Linked DNA regions of Xenopus tropicalis: region 1 is linked to region 2. Evidence: chromatin contacts called from public Hi-C data. All regions are on one chromosome and are shown on one strand. The core of a region is the stretch at or near the end of the contact, and the rest is flanking DNA. Distances in the headings are between cores, read along the strand shown.

Region 1 (6,750 bases), core at 810-3,309, 180 kb before region 2:
AGGTGGGGATATCGGGAGAAGATCCGCTCACTTGGCAACCTTGCCAGGCGGGCGGATCTTAACGTGTATGACCACCTTAAAAGCTTTTCCATCAGCAATAATGTAAATTGCTTGTGTGAACAAATATGTGTTGCTTCGTTTTCCTAAGTTACCCAAAGTTTCCAACGAGGCAACATTTATATTTTTCTATCTGCAATTTAAATCATTGCCAGATGGAAAGCATTTTTAGAAGTTCAGTCAGCCACCGCAGATCCAATTTATTGTTGCCAACTAATCTCCATGTTTGCCATCACCCTAAGGAGCAGTACAACCCATTTTCAACAGGAGTTCAACAAATTGGGCTTATCAACAAGCATAATGAACTTCTGCTTATCTGTGCACTGGTAATCTAATTATCTACCTCTCAAAGGCCAGACATAAAGTAGCTTCAGTTTCCCAGTATGTGCTGTCCAGTTCAAGAAATAATTATAGATATTTTTTAAGATTAAAACTATAGGCTCTCTCAGGGAACAATACCAAAGGCACCACTGTTAATTAATCAGCTTTCAACCAGCAATGTACTCAGAACCAGGGCTGGAACTAGGGGTAGGCAGAAGAGGCAGCTGCCTAGGGCGCAACGATTGGGGGGCGCCAGGCAGGAGCCCCTCCTGCCTACCCCTAGACTACAATCAGTTGTGCGTCGCGTAGCGATGCATCGCGCATCACCGCCCCGCCCCCCCCCCTCGAACTGCGCATGCACATCAAACAACAGAGGGGGGGATGGAGTTCGTGGTGCAGGGGCGAGGTGGCCGACCGGGTTGCCTAGGGCGCCCGGTCGGCTCGGCCCGCCCCTGCTCAGAACTACCCAGGCGAGTCATTATATTAGCATTTATATATTAGATTCATATATTAGATTTCCTTTCTAGTAGACATTGCTTTTCTAAGTGGGTATGGCTAAAATTGGTGACCCACTAGCAAAACGACCATCATGCTCTAGCAATCCCACTATGGAATGGCCAGTCATTCTCTGCTACTCTCTCACAAAAGCGGCTAGCCCCTAGCTGGTCACCATAAATCCTCTCTCTTTACATGCAGGATTTGTGCCGAAGTTGGTTATTTTGTTAGATTTTGCCTCCCTAAAAGAAATACTGAATCTGTCAATCAAAATCTGACTCCTGCTTGAAGAGAGGAAGATAGTGAGAGGGGGATAGTGAGGAGTAACTTGGTTATTTTAGAAACATTACAACTTTTTATTTGATTATATTTAGAAAGTTTCTTATTTCAGTATGATAAAGCTTATTATTATTTTTTTGACAGTTCTCCTTTAAAGGGGAAGTTCAACTCTAATGAACATTGCTTATATTATAGAGTAACCTATTCTTAGCAACTTTTCAATTGGCTTTCATTTTTTTTCTGAAGAACAATTGCAAATTATCTCAGCATTCCACTCCCTATATCTTGCTAAAAGTTAATTCAAAAGTGAACCACCCCTTTAACTTAACCAACCTGAAGGCAGCAAGCCAGCTAACCAGTATGGTATACCTGATCAGTCTCTACTGCGTTTCTGGCAGCGTTGGTTAAAGCACTGGTTAATAATTACCTTCCTGCACTAGAGGCTGATCATGCACAGCTCAGCAATGTGCACACACACCGTGCCAAGCCCTGCCCTAGCGCAGCTATGTATCCTACCACCATTGTTAGCAAACTATGCTCTGTCACACAGCCCCTCCGCCCACATATCCGCATTGATGCTAGGGGCTGCTTTACAAGGGGTAGGGTCCTGCATCAGTGTCGCTTTAACAGACCGTCCCGCCGATAACTAGTAGACATCCTTTTCACGTCATTTCTTCTTTAAGCACCAGTCATTCGTACCTTCACAACAGACAGGCACTGCTACAGACATATAGATCTCCATTGCAACACGCACAGCCCCTAAAGCAAACAGTCTCATTCTTACAGACTCCGCTAACACCTGTCAGGTTCCGTGGGACTGTATCCCGGGATAAGCGCAGGTCCCTAGCATTATACAGACAGACGCAACGCCTTACCGTATGTCTCAGACATGTTTCTCTTTTAGGCCCCTCTCCTCCTCCACCGGCCCCAGGGCCCGGCCTCACTGCTTCTTCTCCTTCCTCAAACAACCCTCGGAAACCGAAATATGGCCGCCACAGCTTCACAGCCCGTCTGCCCACACTTTGCGTGCTGATGTAATGGACGTAAAGTCTCAAAACCTGAATCAGCCCGCAACACATAGCTTGCTGCGTAACGATATCACACGCCCACTCCACAATAAAAAGGATTGGAAAACTAGCGAGCTGCGTTCAGAGGTGTGGTTTTATTTTGTGGAACAGGTTTTTATTCCCTTAAACGTCTTATGGTTTCGTTATAACCGTCGGCATTAAAGTGTAATTTACCCATTGCGATTAGAGTCAGGGCCACAATAAGTCATAAATAGTCCTACAATAGCCCCTGTTGTAGACCCACTGCTTATCTGGGTCACTTGTGAAAGGAGGTCCAAGACCAGCCAGAAACTGAAGCAGAAAACTATGTATGGTACATCATTTTTAACTTAACCTTTAAGTTAACTTTTTATATGATATAGAATGGCTAATTCGAAGCAACTTTTCAACTGGTTTTCATTAATTATTTTTTATCGTTTTTTAACTAATTTTCTTCTAAATCTTTGCAGCTTTAAAATGGGGGTCACTGAACCCAGCAGTGAAAAGACTATTGCTCTGTGAGGCTACAGTTTTATTATTATTGTTACTTTTTATAACTTATTTTTCCATTTAGTTCCCCTCCTTTTCATACATCAGTCTCTCATTCAAACCACTCCCTGGTTGCTAAGGTAATGTGGACCCAAACTAGAGAGCCGCTGAACAAAAAGTGAAATAACTGTAAATTGTCTCAGAATATGAATAAAATTCCCAAAGTCACTATCATAAATTCTTTATTATTCCATGAGCAGCAACTATAACCAGGGAATGCAAGGTAAATTTCTTTTTATTTTGTATTTCTAATAATTTTGCTCTAAACCAGCGGACAGATTTGAAACCAAAGTTTGTTACATAATTAATTGTTTTTTTGTTTTAAATGAAGCTCATTTCATTATAAAATGTTAAATTATTATATTAATGGCACCACTAGGGGGCAGGCAAGGATAACAGAAAATTGAGCAAAATCCTGACAAATGTAGCATTCAAAAATCTTGCTTTAAAGGACAAGGAAAGTCAAAATCTATTAAGCACACTATTAAATAGTACTACTATTGCTGTGTAAAAACGCTATATTCCTGGCTTGCCTAATTAAAGATTTACAGAGATACACATACTACAAACTACATACTTGTTTCAGTGAACGGCGCCGCCATCTTAAACAAGGGATGCCCATTCCCTCTCCCTCACCATCTCTACTGCGCATGCGTCCCCCCTGCTGCCTGCCGGCTCACAAACTCGCCACACCGATCCCCCCCCCCCCGCGCGCGCTCCGATCACCGCTCTGATGCTGACAGACACACTCAGTCAGCATGGCACAGAATATAATAAATGTAATAAGCCAGTCCAGCCATCTCCCCGCCACCCCGCTCCGATGCAGACTGACACACTCACAGAATGTAATAAGCCAGTCCAGCCATACCCCCCCCCCCCCCCACCCACTCTGATCGCTGCTCCGATGCTGCCTGACACACTCAGACAGTGTGGCTCCGATCGCCGCTCCAATGCTGACTGACACACTCAGACAGTATCCCCCAACCTTTTTTACCCCTGAGCAACATTCAGATGTAAAAAGAGTTGGGGAGCAACACAGGCATGAAAAAGGTACCTGGAGGTGCCATATAAGGGCTATGATTGGCCATTTGGTAGCCCCTATGTGGACTGGTAGCCTATAGAAGGCTCTGTTTGGCTTTACACTGGGTTTTATGCAACCAAAACTTGCCTCCAAGCCAGAAATTCAAAAATAAGCACCTGGGAGCAACATCCAAGGGGGTGGGGAGCAACATGTTGCTCATGAGCTACTGGTTGGGGATCACTGGCCTAAGGCATTGGTTTAAGATTTCATGGTAAGACCTTATTCCATGACTTGCACTGCTAATACATAGGGGCCCATTTACTAACCATCAATTTTTTTTTCTCGAGTCGCAAGGATAAAACTCTGTGATTCTTTTCAAGATTTACTTTGCATCTAACAGCTAAAAATCCCAATCTGACAATTTACCTGGTTAAACTTGCCAAGTTCATGTAGAAGTCAATGGCAGATGTCCCTTCCCTTTCCTTGATGATGCTTCTTTTGTTACAAAACTTTAGAGTTTTCAGATTTTTGATGCTGGTTTTCGTGCCATTACTTGAAAAAGTTTCGCAGCGACAAAGTCAAGTTTTTTCTCGCATGGACTTTACCTATTGGATTTTTTTAACCCTTTCCCTGCCAACAGCGTACGGCGTACGTTGTTGCAGGGAAAGAGCTTATCTGCCAACAACGTGCGCCGTACGTTGTTTGGCAGATAAGCATTCTCTCTGCAGAAGCGGCATGTGCCGCTTCGGCAGAGAGCTTCTAAGCATGACAGCCCCCTGGGCAACGAGCCAGGGGGGCTGTCAGGCCGGCCCTGCAACGCGATCGTCGCAGGGCCCCCCCCCCAAGCAGCAGACGCATCGCGTCTGCTGCTCTTACCTGCCGGCTCCCTTCTGCTTCCTGCTTCCTCTCACGCCCACGCGTGTTCACGCGAGATGGAGGACAGGACTGCAGCACCAGGACCAGGCAAGCTTCAGGACAGGTAAGGGTGATTTTTCTTTGCATTTATACACATTTATACACACTTACATACATTTACACACACATACAGCACACAATTTTGCATTTATTTTTTTTTTTTGTTTTTTTTTTGTTTTGCACACATATACACCTATATAGACTTTTATACACCTATACACACTAATATACACACTTACACACTGTCACACAACTTTTACACATGTACACACATGTATACACAAATATTTTTTATTTATTTATTTATTTATTTTTTTAAATTTTTACCACTTTGTTTTTAGTTTCTTTTTCTTAAAAACTGTTTATTATGACAGCGTGACTATTGGATCAGATATTCTGACCACTAATTACACTGTTGTGTGACTTATTTTGTTGTTTCACTAATTTACACAATTTTTGTGGTTTTATTGCATTTTTATCCCTGTATTAGTATTCCTGATCTGTTTTTAGCGTAGCTTTGCCAGGTGTAACTTTGGTGTAGAAAAATAACTTTACCTATTTTGAATTCCTCAGAATGTGTACTTTCCAAAAATATATGGTTTCCTGGGGGTCTCTGTATAGTTTGGGGGTTTTACGACACATAATGCGTTGACAGGGGGCTCTGTATGAAAAAGCTGAGTTGGCAGGCGAGAAATGCATGTGCGCTATTTTCATTTTGGGGTCAGTGAATACCACAGACTTTGGTATATCTATGCATATTGGGCATCAAACTGTTCAGTAGACCATAGGTGTTCCTATTTGGGGTGACTTGCCTTTGTACGCAAGAAATTGTGTGAGATAAATGCGGCAAATTGCAACATTTTTAGGCGATTTTCTGAAATGTCATAAAAACCAATAACTGTAGGAAAGCTTTGCAGATTGGTACTTTGGTGTAGAAAGGACTCTTTACCCTTGTTGGATATATCAGAATGTGTACTTTCCAAAACTATATGGTTTCCTGGGGGTCTCTGTATAGTTTGGGGGTGTTACAGCAGATAATATGCTGAGAGGGGGCTCTGTGTGCAAAAGCTGAGTTGGCAGGCAAGAAATCCATATGCGCTATTTTCATTTTGGGGTCAGTACACACCACAGACTTTGGTATATCTATGCATATTGGGCATCAAACTGTTCAGTAGACCTCTGGTGTTCCTATTGGGGGTGATTTGCCATTGTACTCAAGATATTGTGTGAGATAAATGTGGCAAACTGCAAAATTTTTAGGCGATTTTCTGAAATATCATAAAAACCACTAACTTTAGAAAAGCTTTGTGGCTTGGTACTTTGGTGTAGAAAGGACTCTTTACCCATGTTGGATTTGTCAGAATGTGTAATTTCCAAAAATATATGGTTTTCTGGGTTTTTCTGTATAGTTTGGGGGTGTTACTGCACATAATACACTGACAGGGGGCTCTGTGTGCAAAAGCTGGGTTGGCAGGCGAGAAATCCATATACGCTATTTTCATTTTTGGGTCAGTACATACCACAGACTTTGGTATATCTATGCATATTGGGCATCAAACTGTTCAGTAGACCTCTGGTGTTCCTATTGGGGGTGATTTGCCATTGTACGCAAGATATTGTGTGAGATAAATGCGGCAAACTGCAACATTTTTAGGCGATTTTCTGAAATATCACAAAAATCAGCAAACTTAGGAAACCTTTGCGGCTTGGTACTTTGGAGTAGAAAGACATGGATACCCATTATAGATTCGAGGGAATGTGTACTTTACAAAAATATATGGCTTTCTGGGGTGAGTGTACTTTTTTGTAGCATTATCCCACATAAAGGATGTAAATGTGTTGATTTTCTGAAATGACGAATCATATGGGGGTATGTTCCCATTGGAAACTGGGCATCAAACTGTTCAGTGGACCACTGGCATTCAAAATCAGGGAGTTTTATCTTGGTACCTAATGCTATGTGGGAGATAAGATGCTGCAAAGTGGAAGCTTTGAGCGGATTTTTGGAAATGTCATCAAAATTGCTAACTTTAGAAATGCTTTGCGGCTTGGTATTTTGGTGTAGAA
Region 2 (7,448 bases), core at 712-3,211:
ATGGGCTGTGTGCTCCCTCAGAGATCACATGAACAGAAATAATGCAGCTCTAACTGTAACAGGAAGTAGTGTGGGAGCAGAATGCAGAACTCTGCCCATTCATTGGCTGATATGACCTAGCATGTATGTGTACCTTGGCTTGTTTGTGTGCACTGTGAATCCTATGATCCCAGCAGGCGGCCCTTAATTCTTAAAATGGCAATTTTCTATTTAGGTTTACCCAATGGTTCATACTACTAAAAAAGTCTGTTTATGTAAACAGTTTATTTAGATGAAGCAGGGTTGTACAATGCAATTATATTATATAGACCTACATTGATTGGGGGGTATAGTTTTCCTTTAATCACTGCTCTATCCAAAGAGAGTAGCAGGTTTTGCCAATCACATTGGCTACATGTCATGATATGCTGGGGTCACTACATCAGGTATTGCTGTAGCCACTGATATTAAATGTTGGGATCCCTGTATCTTATAATGCTTGGGCCAAATTGTGTCCTAAAATGTTAAATTCACTGTCATGAAATGCTTGGGGTATTGTGTAATTTATTACTCGAGTCATACTGAACTAAAAAGTATAAGCGCGTATACTGCCCATTAAAGCATGTATTATAACAGCCGGATGACGGGCAAGACTTTATTTCCTGGCATGGCACAGTCCTTCCACCCACCTGTATGGCTCACACTGCCTCCCCATGCAGCACTGTGAAGATTACAATGTTCTCCCATCCGTGTGGATTAGACTGCTTTACAAATAAAACCAAAGTCCGATGAGCCTCTGGCACTTTCCAGAAACCCTAACTCAGTGCTGTCCAACTTCTGCGGTGGCGAGGGCCGGAATTTCTCTAGCATACATGGTGGAGGGCCGCTAATGGAAGCCAGTTTTGACCACTCCCTTTTTTGAAACCACACCCACTTCAAACCACACCTATTTTATCACAATGGTGGTAGCACAGCAAAATCCCAAATGCTTGGTCCTTACTGTGGGGATATCAACCGTCATTCATATGTGAAAAAAATATATTATGTGATATTAAGGTATACCCTTAAATCCATATGCCTCCTCCTCCCCTGTGGATAGCACAGCAACCCTCAGTACATAATTACACACCTTAGGGACCATTTAATGGCTATTTCCAACTGCTAACAAACTCCCGCAACAAACCCCTGCCAGGTTCACCTCCCACAAGCAGCATAGGGCAAGCAGAGTATGGCACACACAGACGGAACTCTGCCTGTCCTATGCTGTCTGTGTGTGCCATACTCTGCCTGTGTGTGCCATGCTGTGCCTGCCCTACCCTGCCTGTGTGTACCATACCCTCCCTGCCCTATGCTCCCTGTGTGTGCCATACACACAGGCAGCATAGTCCAGGCAGTAACTACATAGGTACCTACAGTACCTATGTCTGAGGTGTGAACGGGTGAACAATTGGGGTGATTACAGTCTGAGGTGTGAACACTGCAGGGGTGAACAATGCAGAGATTAAAAGGTGTGAACAACACAGGGGATTACATGTTTAAACAATACAGGGGGATTACAGCCTGAATCTGAGGTGAGAACCATGCAGGGGGCCAGTTAATCACAGTACTGGTACCATTTAAAGCTTACACAAAAGTAAGCCATCAAAGCAGCCAGACAGGTGGGGGGCCACACAGAGGGGGGTCGCGGGCCGCCAGTTGGACAGAATGCCCTAACTGATCCTTTATTCCCCAAGAACAATTCCCCCATAACCCTTCATAGCCCTCACCAATCTATTATCAGCTACAGCGCACATGACCTCTTGCAAACCCTTCTTTGTTTAATGTCTAATCTCTGACTTTTTGACCAAGCGCCTTTAAAAAATCCTCTCTCCCTTCTCTGGTTCCGTGTCAGAAGCAGCAGCTTCCTCGTGTTATTAGAGAGACAGGTCTTCGCCAAGCAGACGTGCTAGATACTTCCTGGTATTACATCATGTCGCCCCGCCCTCATTTTAGTCACATGGCTTGTGACATCGTGACCTCTACCAAGGCAGTCTATTCGATCAGATCCCAAAGCAGAGTCGTTGTATTGAGCAGCACGGGAGTAAAGGAAGGTGAGAGAAGGAAATAGCAAAGCCGGTTATACAATGAGCTCCACTTGGCAGTAGCATACAGCTATATGTGCCGTATGTTTAACGTTCTGGTTTTGCAGCTTCCAATTGATGCGGGAAGTACATTAATATAGTGTGACTAAGGAAATGTACAGTTATAACATGGTATATGGCTCACAGTGTGTGAGTGATTAAGGTATAGGAAGAGTGAGAAGAATAGTGTGTTTCTTAATTCCAAAGTGTTGTAAGAGTGCAGAGGGGGTGTTGTACTTTATACAGCAATTACACGAAAGAATGAATCGCACCACCACTTCTGATTAACAGGTCAATAGTCAACTAAGTTGAGGAGATTGGTGCTTTAAAATGTACATCATTCTGTGAATTCTCAACATGTATATTAAATACTCCTGAAATATAATAACTGGATATCAGGCCCAGACTGAAATTCAAAGTAGGCCCTGGCACTTCATGTACACAAAGGCCCAATCAGCCCCCCACCAGCCCACTAAATAGTGACTGTCTATGGCATCTTACAGCAGCCCCTCTGGCTGCCAGAACCCACAGATTGCCAGTCTGGGCCTGCTGGATATACTCTGCATGCAGAAAGAGAGACCGTACTATCTGCAGCAATACGTTATGAAAAATATCCTTTCTGCACACTTAAAACTGGTATGAAAATATGTTCTTTCTGTGTGCATAGAGAGGTTAGTGGTTCAGAATATGCACTAAACTATGTCTTTTTACACAAAATTCTTTGTTAAAATTCTCTGGTGCACTGGGCTCAAAATTGTGTTCTTGTATGCAAGCACATTAGAATAAGAATTATATGGAAATGCCAGGGTGGCACCTGCCCCATGTTAAAGTTGAGCTGCTGCTAGATGTGATACACAGCCCTATTTTGCTCACAGAGAGAAAAAGTAAGAGCATTTGGTTGTAGCCTGTGTGAATGTTCATGTAATACAGCAAGGTATAGTGAAATCAAAATCAGTCAAGTATGGACCAGGATCCTTTTGCTGCCAAGCAAGGTGTATAATTCCAAACCTAATAGTTAGTGTTTTGCAGCATTGATTCTTTTTCTCTGATATGTACTATTTTAAATTTGGTTTGGCTTTTGAACTTAATTTTAATTGCCATTACATGAATTAATACTCTTTGCCCTATAGTAACAGCATATATGCCATTAACTAAAGTTGTATGAGTTTGTACGAAGTCTATTAACCCTAGGCAAATAGCATTTACTGTTCATCGTTATAAAATTACAGCTTTGCAAATTTTGTAGTGCCAAGGATTCTAAACACACCTTATCCAAAGCAGGAAGTATATACATTCCTTAAAAGGAATGAAACACTTTTTTTTTTTTTATAGCAAAATCCTTCTATATTTAGAGGGGTAAAATGCACTGGCACATTCTTGTTTTTCATACAATATGTCCCCTTTAATGTAGAATGTTCCCAGAGTTAATTGTTCCAGGGCTGTGGAGTCAGAGTCGAGGAGTCAGAGGCAATTTTGGGTACCTGGAGTCGGCAAAAAATGAACCGACTCCGACTCCTACTAAATTTAAATGGGAATAAAAAAAAAAAATAAAGCAAGTTTGAATGTCCCAATTCACAAGCAGTCATAATTAATTACTTCTCTGCTATAAGAATAAAGCCCAATGCACACAGTGCATAAACGAACACGTTAAGTGACCATGAAGCATGCTTTTCATTGACTGTATGAATGTATAAAATACATTAGCATATTAAAAACAGAGGAGTCGGAGTCGTGGAGTCAGAAGTATCAGAAACTGAGGAGTCGGAGAATTTATCTACCGACTCCACAGCCCTGAATTGTTCATGTACATGGATCTGAACAGTACAGAGTGTAGTGAAAGGGGTGGTTCACTTTAACATGAACTTTTAGTATATAATACAATGTCCTATTCCTAGCAACTTTGCTATTGGTCTTCATTATTTTTTATAGTTTTCAAATGATTTGCCTTCTACATCTTTCAGGCTTTCAGGTATGGGTCACTGACCCCAACAGTCAAAAATGATTGTTCTGTGAGCTCACAATTTTATTATTGTTACTTTTTATTACTTATATTTCTGTTCAGCCCCTCTCCTATTCATGATCCAATCGCTCATATAAACCGCGGCCTGGTTACTAAGGTAAACAAGACCCTAGCAACCAGATAGCTGCTGAAACTCTGGAAACCTGCTGAACAAAAAGCTAAATAACTGAAAAACCACAAAAAACCCCATAAAATTAAAACCCATTGCAAACTGTCTCAGAATATTGATGTCTACATTATACTAAAAGTTAATTTAAAAGTGAATAACTCCTTTAATCTGTAGTACACACACTGTCTGTTAGGCCAATGGCACTCAGGCATTGACCAGTGCTACCCTCAATTAAAAACAGCAGCAGTCCAAACATTTCTATTGGCCTGTCACCGCTTGCAGATATAAGCAGAAAAGTGTCTGACACACACACAGAGCAGTTACCGTCAGACCCCTGCAGAAATGCTGTCACTGCTTCATGCGCAACATTAAAGGGATTTTTCACCCCTTAGTTAACTTTTAGTACGTTATAGTTATCAATTGGCCTTCATTATTTATTTGTTATAGTTTTTGAATTATTTGCCTTCTTCTTACAACTCAATGCAGTTGGGGGTCACTGACCCCGGCAACCAGAAAACTATTGCTCTGTAAGGCTAGTTTTATTGTTATTGTTACTTGTTATTACTTTTCTTTTTGCTTAGGCCCTCTCCTATAAATGTATCAGTCTCTCATTCAAACCACTCCCTGGTCGTTAAGGTAATTTGGACCCTAGCAACTGCTGAAATTTCAAACTGGAGCACTGCTGAACAAAAAACTAAATTATAAAAAAAACACAAATAATAAAAAATGAAGACCAATTGCAAATTGTCTCAGAATATTACTATCTACATCAGTGTTGCCAACCAGTGGCTCGTGAGCAACATGTTGGTCACCAACCCCTTGGATGTTGCTCCCAGTGGCCTCAAAGCTGGTGCTCATTTTTGAATTTCTAGTAAGAAAGCAAGTTTTGGTTGCATAAAGACCAAGTATAATGCCAATCAGAGCCTTCTGTAGGCTGCCAGTCCACATAGGGGCTATAATGTAGCCAATTAAAAGTAGCCATTTAAAGGTGGTTCACGGGTATAAAAGGTTGGGGATCCCAGCTCTACATCATACTAAAAGTTAACTCAAAGGGGAACAACCCCTTTAAATGTGGTGACATGCAGACAGGGGCATTTTGGTTTCCAACTTTTTGAGCCAAAAAGCAGTCAAAAAGAGTCAAAACGCTGCATGTAATCGTAGAACCATATGATATTTTTATTATTCTCACCACTTTCCTCATCAGATTTTGTATGCTTTAATCTTAACTTTCTTAAGTTCATCAACATGTGGAGCGAAGTGTCGTTGGTGCTGCGTGGTGCATCTCGTGTGGGACAGGCCATAGTGGAATTGCAGGCCGAACAGCTGCGGATGGTTATTCATTCCTCCACATTGGGAAATGAGATTAAGTCTGTGCAGGCCAAAGCAGAGCAATGTGCTGCAACTCTCTTTACTCGTTGCCAGGTATGTTTATATGCTGCCTTAAAGGACTTTCTATTAAAAAAGATGTTAAAACACTTACGGTACTAGCTACTGCAAATTTCTAAATAGACCAGTGTACAACACACAGGTCTGGTAAATACTGGCCTTTCAGCATAAATTCAAATATATTTTGTATGTCTATTGTAAATTGTAACTGTTTCGCTGTTATTAGGGCTAGTAGCGGTGAATTAACATATCTGCAGTTAGTACACTCTGCATCAGTTAAGCCTACAGTAGAACTGACATTTTAAATTTTTCAGCAGACCGTTGGAAAAAAAAAAAAAACATGTAAAATCGGGGAAATGTATTATGCATTATATGCTGGGGGACCACATAAAGTTTAAAATTAAGGAAAATGTAAACTCAGGGTATGTTAAACTGAGGTTTCACTGTACAGGTATCGGACCCCTTATCCGGAAACCCGTTATCCAGAAAGCTCCGAATTACGGAAAGCCTGTCTCCCATAGACTCCATTTTAATCAAATAATTCAGAATTTTAAAACTGATTTCCTTTTTCTATGTAGAAATAAAACAGAACCTTGTAATTGATTCCAACTAAGATATAATTAATCCTTATTGGATGCAAAACAATCCTGTTGGGTTTAATTAATGTTTTGTTGATTTCTTAGTAGACTTAAGGTATTGAGATCCAAATTACGGAAAGACCCCTTATCCGGAATACCCTTGGTCCCGAGCATTCTGGATAATGGGTCCTATACCTGTATATCCTTGTGAAATTTGCATTTTGCCTTTTGTCTCCTGATGTCATGATCAATGCTTAAAGAGGGCAGTTTACCTTGAAAATAACTTTTAATAAGGTGTAGACCAGTGATGGACAACTTGCAAAGATTCAGGGACCTCTAGTTTCTCCTGACTTTTCAAAAGGCCCCCACAATATACTCCATGTTGGTTATAGTGCAACAAAATTGCATTTAACAAAAGAATGATGTAGAGTTTTAACTTTTTTTTTAATATGTGCAGCATGGTAGGGTGTCTAAGCAATTACTGAGTGAAGAATCATTGTTGTGGACATGCAAAAAGTGGTGCAGTCTAGTAACATGTGGGTCTACTATAACTGAATTTGCACCTGACTCTAACCCACCAGAAGCCGTGTATGGTCACAGGCAAGGAGAGCGGACAGAAGAGCTCAACCTGAACCTGCCTGTGACACGCAAATGTTGTGCCGAGGTAAGCCCAAACCCACCCGACCCGCTGGTAAACCCATGGGTCCTGTGGGTATCGGGCCAGCCTGCACATCACTAATGCAGTTAACTAATACAGTCATTTGGCAAATGGACTTAATTTTAAGGTACTTGCATCCAAACTTACTCCTTATTTTCACCTGCATTTTCATATAGTTGCAACTGGCATTGGTGCATTTGTCCACCCTCTGGTTTTGAATCTCATGCAAGTGCATGGGAATGCTAGAGCCACTACACCTCAAAGATGGTTAAAAAGCTTGTATTTTCCTCCCTAGATGATCCCAATATACAAGATAGCTTAATTGCATACCAGTTTGTGTCAAATATTGCTGGGGACACTGTTTATTCATTTCTGCAGTTATGTGGTATTGTGACGGTGACCTACAGTACTTTCTGTTACCTACAGTATTTTTTATGAGGAACAGACATCCAGAGGCTTTATGTAATTCATCTCTTAATAAACCACACAAATAAAGTAGTTTTTTTTTGTGGAGTTGGCCACACAGGAATTGTAGGGATATAACTTAAATTATTGTTAGGGATGCACCGATCCACTATGTTTCGACTCCTTTGTGAAA

What was found. A called contact is a pair of places that touch in the nucleus more often than the background predicts.
Region 1: a contact with region 2 is called in a Hi-C map of gastrula embryo, with 2.4 times the contacts expected there. The contact joins the promoter of rab4b here to the promoter of coq8b in region 2. A contact is called at or near these places in 2 of 5 Hi-C or Micro-C datasets (gastrula embryo and neurula embryo).

Annotation. Positions count from the first base shown.
Region 1 is chr8:78,600,662-78,607,411 of UCB_Xtro_10.0, reverse strand. rab4b (RAB4B member RAS oncogene family) reads right to left here and starts at 2,059. Exons shown (of 8, transcript NM_001016987.2): 1 at 2,028-2,059. The coding sequence starts at 2,043.
Region 2 is chr8:78,417,179-78,424,626 of UCB_Xtro_10.0, reverse strand. It overlaps coq8b (atypical kinase COQ8B, mitochondrial), which reads left to right and starts at 1,961. Exons shown (of 15, transcript XM_002938817.5): 1 at 1,961-2,069; 2 at 5,465-5,650. The coding sequence starts at 5,474.